Linked DNA regions of Mus musculus: all the other regions are linked to region 1. A link is a contact called in public HiChIP or PLAC-seq data. All regions are on one chromosome and are shown on one strand. The core of a region is the stretch at or near the end of the contact, and the rest is flanking DNA. Distances in the headings are between cores, read along the strand shown. Region 1 has its middle 29 kb from the start of Gm25833. Region 2 has its middle 220 kb from the start of Gm25833. Region 3 has its middle 160 kb from the start of Gm25833.

Evidence for each region. HiChIP or PLAC-seq counts read pairs in DNA pulled down with a chosen protein or histone mark.
Region 2: a CTCF HiChIP or PLAC-seq map of pro-B cells shows a contact between it and region 1, with 6 times the contacts expected there. The contact joins two enhancer-like sites. A contact is called at or near these places in 2 of 15 datasets of contacts at CTCF or cohesin (large pre-B cells and pro-B cells), 3 of 484 Hi-C or Micro-C datasets (B cells, gonadal supporting cells and large pre-B cells) and 3 of 115 datasets of contacts at active chromatin or transcription factors (the 230-238 cell line, large pre-B cells and pro-B cells).
Region 3: a contact with region 1 is called in a RAD21 HiChIP or PLAC-seq map of pro-B cells, with 2.9 times the contacts expected there. The contact joins two enhancer-like sites. A contact is called at or near these places in 2 of 15 datasets of contacts at CTCF or cohesin (large pre-B cells and pro-B cells).

What each region holds. Positions count from the first base shown.
Region 1 is chr6:68,502,769-68,505,592 of GRCm38.p6, reverse strand. It overlaps Igk. Among named protein-coding and RNA genes, the nearest start is that of Gm25833, 29 kb to the left of the region's middle. Within about 2 kb of position 1,457, at least 1 of the 459 cell types and tissues checked has an H3K27ac peak or open chromatin away from gene starts, as enhancers often do. A contact at or near this core is called in pro-B cells, where this site is marked.
Region 2 is chr6:68,749,344-68,752,167 of GRCm38.p6, reverse strand. It overlaps Igk. Among named protein-coding and RNA genes, the nearest start is that of Gm25833, 220 kb to the right of the region's middle. Within about 2 kb of position 1,452, at least 11 of the 459 cell types and tissues checked have an H3K27ac peak or open chromatin away from gene starts, as enhancers often do. A contact at or near this core is called in pro-B cells, where this site is marked.
Region 3 is chr6:68,372,264-68,375,087 of GRCm38.p6, reverse strand. It overlaps Igk. Among named protein-coding and RNA genes, the nearest start is that of Gm25833, 160 kb to the left of the region's middle. Within about 2 kb of position 1,462, at least 1 of the 459 cell types and tissues checked has an H3K27ac peak or open chromatin away from gene starts, as enhancers often do. A contact at or near this core is called in pro-B cells, where this site is marked.

The DNA of each region.
Region 1 (2,824 bases), core at 208-2,707:
TATAGCAGGTAGATATAATGATGGATTCCAACCTAAAATACAATGCAGAGATTGTGAATCCAAATAGGGTCTTTCATTTAAATTTAAAAAGAAAAATAAAACTCAAAATCAATAAAATCACATTAACAATATAAACAGTCTAATCTGAACATGGAAAAATATAGGCATGGATAATTCCCTGAATAAGATAAAAAGAAGAAACAGATTTTTTAAAAAAGTTAAACATCATAATTTGGTATAGAAAGTCTTTTTAAATCTATATAGGGACTGGCACAATTTAAAATATAGCATTAGCATCCTGATTGGAAGGATCTAAGAGAAGTTGATAATCAGATGTTTTTAATGGAACTATAGAATGAAAACAATAAAAGTGTATTTATAAATGGTTCTGCCACTAAAAGAAGAATTATTAAATTGAAGTCTTAAAATAAAGTCTTGGGTAACTTTTCAGAGAAATGAAAATTTACTTTCACACTGAAACTAGTAAAAAAAAAAAAAAAAAAGCTTGATAAGAGTTCTTCCAGAAGTAGCTAGAACTAAGTGCTTAAATATTCCTCTTCTAGTAATAGGGAGAACTTGCATTTCAATACCAAGAATTTCTACTTGTATTTCTACTTGTAAGCAAAGAAAAACAAATTCTTCGTGCACACACCTTGGGAACTGCTACAGAGTAAAATAGGCCAATAGTAAATTTTGCATATTGTGTGAGGAATTTTCTATAGTGCTTGCTATGAGTTGGGGAAGTGGTGGTGACACCAGTGAGTTTTGTCATAGCAGTGCAGTTGAATACAGGCTGGGCATGGTGGTGCATGCCTTTAATCTCAGCACTTGGGAGGCAAAGGCAGGCAAATTTCTGAGTTCGAGGCCAGCCTGGTCTACAGAGTGAGTTCCAAGACAGCCATGGCTACACAGAGAAACCCTGTCTTGAAAAAAACAAAAACAAAAAAAAAAGGATTATGGTTCTGAAAACACAGACTAATTACATGGCCAGCATACTTAGAGACAACACATACACCCACAACGTACCCCGAGGCAAATATATGAAAAAATATGAAAATTCTTCCAATTTACTTGTTTATATTATTATAAAAGATATCAACCCACGAGAAGGTTGTGAGCAAGGTGCAGAATTTCCTGCCTATAAAATTTTGACAATGTCCTATACATGTATACATGAGTCGGCCATCACTGCAAAGAAAGGCCCATTGGACTTGCAAACTTTATATGCCCCAGTACAGGGGAACGCCAGGGCCAAAAAGGGGGAGTGGGTGGGTAGGGGAGTGGGGGTGGGTGGGTATGGGGGACTTTTGGTATAGCATTGGAAATGTAAATGAGCTAAATACCTAATAAAAATGGGGAAAAGAAAATAGAAAAATTAAAAGGCCTATGGAAACAGTGACTGACTTGTAATCTCTTTAGTAAGAAAGCAAGAGCTATACCTCCCTCTACTGGAGGAATTTCAGGTAAACTCTAGCACATTTTGAAGAATTGAGGAATGGAATGATTGCAAGGCAACTTGGGCTTATCAGAAGAGTCACACTGAAAATGTGTATACCTAAGACCCAAACACAGGATACCTGAAGAAATATAATCATGACATTATTTAAATGGCACAAAATAGTAAGGCTATTTTAGATTTAGATTGGTTAGATATGGTTTTAACATGAAATATCTTGGTTTCTTCATTTATGGTGATTGACATTTTTGATGGGTAATCTCAGCTGGCTTAGGTGATATATTTGTATCTGTAAGACATCTGCTCTGTATCTTCTGCCTTTTAGAGTCTTTGTTGAGAAGTCTGGTGTTATTCCCATATATCTGCAATCATGTTAATTGGCATTTTCCTGGACAGCTTTTAATACTCTCTCTTTGTTCTGTCATCCAGTGTTTTGATTATTACATGGTGAAAGTACTTTATTTACTAGCACAGTCTATTTGGTGTTCTGTGTGCTTCTTGTACATTTATAGCCATCTTTTTTTTTTTTAAGTTAGGGAAGTTTGCTTCTATGAGATTTTTGAAGATGGTTTCTAGCTTTGAACTGAGAATCTTCACCCTCTTCTAGCTGTTCTGGGTTAGGAACGTTTTATACTTTGGTTTTTTTTTTTTTTTTTTTTTGACTGATGTGTTGATATTTTTTCTATAAATGAGATCCTCTTTTTCATCTCTTTTATTCTGTTCATGATGCTTACATCTGTAGCTCCTGATCTCTTTCCTAGATTTCCCATCTCCATAGTTGCCACCATTTGTGATTTCTTTATTGTTTTGATTTCTATTTTTAGATCTTGGAAATTTTTGTTCAGTTTCTTCACCTGTTTGATGGAATTTTCCTTTAAGGGTTTTATTCTTTTCCTCTTTAAGGGCTTCCTCCCATTTCCCTGTCTTTTTGTGTATTTTTTTAAGGAAGTTACTGTTATCCTCTTTAAAGGCCTGTATCATCTTTGACACTTGGAATTTTATGTCAGAATATTGCTCTTCTGGAGTATTAGGGTACTCAGGGCTTGGTGTGGTAGAAGAACTGGATTCTGATGGTGCTTAAATTACATTAGCTTCCGTTCTTTATGTTATTCAACTTGTCTTTCACTGTCTGTTACATATGTTTCACTGTCTGTTACGTGCCTCGGAGTCTTGGTCTGGAGCAGATCTCCTTGGAGGCAGATTGAGATGTGTGACATGGGTTAGAGCAGGCCTCCTGGGAGGCAGGCAGTGCTGTTCCCTGTTAGGGCTGGCCTCCTATGTCCCAGGTGAGAGCAGGCCTTCAAGGTCCCTAGTTAGACCAGGCCTTCTGTTTCCCTGGTTAGAGCAGTTCTCTTTGGAGATAGGCAG
Region 2 (2,824 bases), core at 203-2,702, 250 kb before region 1:
AGACAGAGAAGGTGCACCTAACCCTCAAAAGACTGGAGGCCCTAGGTAGTTTAGAGGTCAGGCAGGGTGGGTGGTGGATGGTGGGGGATGAGGACATCCTCATGGAGACAGGGAGTAAAGAGGAGGACAGTTGGAGTGTGGACAAGGGTGGGGAGAGAATGAAATCTGGAATGTAAATAAATCGAAGTTTGTTTTTGTTTTTTTATAACCCAGAAATGTTCCTTTCCAAAGGAAGAACAGGGATAAAAAAATGGAACCAATGGAGACTGAAGGAAGGTCCAATTGGGGAACGGACCCACCTGGGGAATACATTAAGTCTGCAGGCACGAAACCCAACACTATTGCTTGAGTCAAGAGGCACCTGTGAGAGGAGCAAAGTGTGGAAGTTCCTGGGAGGTACAGCCATCAGCTGACCAATGTACAGGCAGGTGCTTGGAGTCATCTGTCAGGATGACTCAGGGAACCTGGTTGAGGAGCTGGCAGAAGGACTGGAGGAATGGAGGGGGATTGAAACCCCATTGGAAGAACAACATAGGCTGGCCTTACCACCCAGTTCTCCCAAAGACTATACCACCAACCAAGGAGTGTACCTAAAGGAATCTTCAGCTCCAGATCCATATGTAGCAGAGGATGGCCTTGCCAGACAGCAACAGGAGGGGGAGGCCTTTTGTCCTGGGGAAGTTTTGTGCCTCAGAGTAGGGGAATACTGGAGCAGTGGGGCAGGAGAGTGTGGGTGTGTGTGGGAGCACTCTCATACAGACAAAAGAAAGTGAGGAGGGAAGATTTGTGATGGGGGACATGGCGGAGGGATAACTGGGAAGTGGGATATTGGAGTCAGTGTTGTTGGAGGAGGTAACTGGGAAGGGGGATATCATTTGAGATGTAAACAAATGAAATGATTAATATTAATAAAAGAAAAAATAATACAGGAAAAGCAGCTTCTGACTTGGACAACAACATGTTCTACAGGAAGCTATCTGAGCTTTACATTATGTAAGACTTCTCTCATGCTTGTATCATGTAAATCAAAGCTCTCAAATAGTGGCTGCTTTTGTGTTCGAATGAGACTGTGATAATAAAAATCACACTTTGTTTTCTGATTAATTTCTTCAAAAGCAGGATGAAGTCCGTGGATTTCTGTGGATGTCTTATATTATTCAGCCCTTCTGAAACATGTTTTTTTTATTATTTTGTTCTCATGACTTTAAGATATTTTCACTAAGATGATCTAGGCTTTCATTAATCCAGTCAATTCTCATTAGCTATAGTGGGCTTGGGCTATTGTTCAGTCTTCTTACCAGCCTTTCTGGTTTAGTTTCTGGCCCATTCTGAATATGGTTGCCATATTTTCTATAAAGAGTGCATTTCACCACATCTAACAATGTAAGTGTTTTAAAAAGGCTGGGGTGAGACAGAAAGTGTCTTCTGAGTAACCACTATACTTTCACCTCTAACTGAATCTGCTTTTCATAGTGTCCTCTAGGGATTCCACACTAATGATAGCTACTACTGTTTGCTCTCTAGAGGGCAGACAGATTTCCTGATGTTACGCATAATTTTCTGAGCAGCTGAACTTCTTCATCTCAGCTCTGTGGTCTTTGTTCCTCTTCATCTTGCATGAATATGGAACATAAAAAAAAAGAACTTCTAGATGTTACCACTCACAGAGGATATCTCTAAATATACCAAAGAATGAGATCCTACTATCCAAGTGCTGACAACTCTTTTATTCTGAGAAAACATACATACATGTGTTTTTGCACACACACATATTACATGTACACATTTATAGTATGATATAATCATATATGTTAAATAACACAATTATGATATTGCAAATGTGAAAATTTATAAGACTATAATCTAGTTTCCAGTTACTTTGCTGTCTATACTGGGCACTGAAAAACTCCCATCTAAAATTTAATCCCATAGATTCCACATATTCTTGTTAAAAGACATGTCCTATGACTGGCTATTAAATTCTGATTTGGAAGATCTCTCTACTGGTTTCAGTTGTCTTGTATTGAAATTTATCTTCTGATTTCTAGTCAGAGATAGCAAGGCACCATTTATCTCATGTACATGGGAGAGTACAGAAAACCGAAGCTATCTTTCACACAGTGTGGTAGCATGTTACAAAACCGGAAATCCCTGAAAAGAGAAAAGATTGGGTCAACACAAATATATAACTTCCCATCGATCTGGTGTGGTCTGGGTTGTCTGAGCCTTTTGCCACTTCTCTTGTTTCATTACTAGATGGCAATCTAAGACAAAGTTTGCATGACTCTGCTGTGGACTGGCAATTATATAGAATAGAACCTTGGTAGGAAGAATGAGAGGAATTTCTGCAAATTTCAGGGGTGTAACATTTCAACTACTATGTAACTAACCAGAATAAACACATTTACTCATCAAATGGATTTATTGGGACTCAACAGATAGATGACTCTGAATGGAGTACCTATCTATTCAGAGGACCTGTTTGGTTTCCAGAATTTTTATTTGGTGGCTAAGAACCAAAAGTAATAACATCAGTTCCAACACATCTCACATCTGTTTCTTTTAAGCTCAATTTAATACATATTCAAAACACACATTTGTTGATTTTATGCCTAGATTATTTGTCTCATCCCAATTTGGAAAAAAAAATATATGTTTATACTGATCTACCAACGTAAGTCATTCAATAATTTCTAACACAGTTGGAATAACTATGCCATAGCAGTTCTAATCCAAATTATTGGAAAATTGATCAGAATGGAAATTATTTTGCCTCCTTGTATGATAGGTAACACAGGATTATATTACTAAAAACTGCTTCTAT
Region 3 (2,824 bases), core at 213-2,712, 130 kb after region 1:
TGTGTGTACCTCCATACTCTAAAATTTAAAGACCTAATTATATAATATTATAAATCTACGATTTCAGTAATATAATGAAGAAAATTTATTGTGTCACGACTTGGTAGTTTTACAACTTTTTATATTGGTGATTGTTAGGCCAATCCATTCTTTCAGAAGTGAAAATTCTATTAAAATGTAGCAAGATACTATTATTATGTATACACTATTACGTTCCCCATGCCAATAAAAAGTGATAGAGTATGTGGCTTTCATTGTCTCTATTTTTACCCTGTATATACAGACAGTCTTTGATGAAAGACTAATGAGGGGCAGAACTTCCACTCCTCTGTAAACTGGAACTTTTTTAAAAATATGAATCCTAATGCCCCATATATATTCTCAAAAGCCCAATGACATCGTCCCTATGGTCAGTGCCTGGGTTGGGAAATCAAATTCATAACTGTCTAACATTCCTCTTTACAGAATAACACAAAGATGCAGCCTTTGGTTATCTTATCCCGTTATTTCCTTACATAATTTTTTTTTCAGGAAGGGGCTGATTAATGTCCTTGAGAAAAGTTCAGACTTGGTTCTGTTGAAGACATGTTGGGAGATTCTATCACAAGTTAGTAAAACTCTTGATCATATTTCATCTTCTGAGAGGGAGGTAGCCTGTTCCTGAGAAAACAAAATGTTTCTGTTCTGGTTTGTAGAATGTTGTGAACGGGATACTGTCCTTTTGACAGAAGTAAGTGTAAGTGGTATTCTCTTTGCTGCTCTTCATGAAAGAGTAAGAGGTCCCACATGTTCTTTTCTGGTACAGGGTATTTCCCACGTGTTTTTTCATAGGTGTAATTGATCTACATGGACGACAAGTACTACAGTAAATGGGATTTTTATTCCCACCATAAAGCTCAGCTGAAGATTACTGGAATATACATAGGAAAACCTGAGGCCCCAGATTTGCCATACCACTGTCCTGATAGCTGCTCAGCTAAGGGTTAACTAATCCATGTGGGTCTAATTAAGTGATTCTGAGCCCAAAAAGATCTCAAAAAACGAATGTCAGTGTGTGACATGGAACTGGAATTCAATTATTTTCAGGAATATTACCACAGATGTCACATGCAGAAACCCCCCTTTCTAAAGCAGAAAGAAAGATAAATATAAATTTTGTAGTATCAATCACAAATCTATCATTGTGCCTCATGCTGATATTTAGGAGGGCCTTGGACTTCTGATCCTCCTGAGCCAAAGTTTTCTGTTATAAATGGGAGTATCTGTGAGAAGCTGGTCTGCTCTCTCTGAAGATAGTGAATTTTCTGGGTCGTCAGCTCTCAAAGTCTGTGTCAATGAATTGTGCTCAGGGCAGTCTCATAGAAGTGGGCAAATGCTTGAAAACATTTGTGGAGGCTTGGTAGATCAAGAGGCTGGTTGCCTCTTTCTATTAGTCTCCTTGTTACCTTGACTAGATAAATGTGTGATTGTAATACCCCCTGCTGGAGAGATGGGTAATATTTCACAGATACTATATTGTAATGGGGATACATCAAGTAAAATAAATTAGTTCAGCATTATTATGAGCCAAACATCATTGGACAAATATATTATATCAAACGACCTAAGCTGAAATGGTCTCAGAAAATTACATTCATATAAAGTCGGAGAGGATCATCTAATATAAAGGTATTTAATAAAATACTGTTGAACATCTCTTGAACTTCGTTATGTATGCTATATTAAAATTTACTGTTGCTTTGAGGTGTAGATTGTTGCCACTGCTCAGTAGCAAGTATGCATATACAATTATAAACAAGATTTCTATTGACCATACCAACTTTCAGAAAATAATAAAGAAAAATTCAGTTGAACCAATTAAAATCAAATCATAGGGAATTGACAACTGAGTATAAATGTTTACAAATAATTGTGTGTCCACAAAACACTAAATCTGAAAGGTTAAAATATTTTCCTATTTCATACTATGAGAAATAGGACTAGATATGAGTAAATGTGTAGCGCTTAGAAAAATCTCTATAAATCCTTGCAATTTCTATGTTTATTGGAAATGTCAGGTTTTGGTTTCTTGGCAAACTTCATTAAAAGGCAAAAATCAATGAACACTGGGAAAATATATCATTCAAATAAAAATTTAAGATTTAAGTCAATTGGCATAACATAAAATGACTATAATTATTTATATTGTTAATATGTCAGATTATGTCATACTAAACATACCATTGAAGTATAAGACTTTGTCTGCTGTATTACTTTGAGTCATCCAAATATAAAGCTTGTTTTGAAAATAGCATAAAATGTGTAAATATCCTATGAGATTAGGGACAATGTAAGGTGGAATAAAAAATGGATTTCATATCCTTTTAGTCTGTATGTTTCCAAACTAGAATTGCAGTTAAAACTGTTTCTGAATTATTCCAGCTGAGTGAGGTGAGGGAGCCTGTATGCTTGCACCTGAAACATGTTCTGAACATGACAATTACAATCAAAATGTACTGATCTTCCTGCCCCAGTACAATCATGTTTGAGTTTCATATATTACTGGAAACACTAATCTAAACATAGTAGTCAAGCATTAGTGAAATGCTAGAGTCAGCAGTCTTCATAGTGTCTTTGATGAATACACAGCTTGTTTTCTCTTCTTCTTTCTTCTTCCTCTTCTCCCTCTTCTTCTCTTCTTCTTCTTCTTCTTCTTCTCCTTCTTCTTCTTCTTCTTCTTCTTCTTCTTCTTCTTCTTCTTCTTCTTCTTCTTCTTCTTCTTCTTCTTCTTCTTCTTCTTCTTTTGATTTTGTTTGTTTGTTTGTTTTGCTGTTGTTGTGGTTCC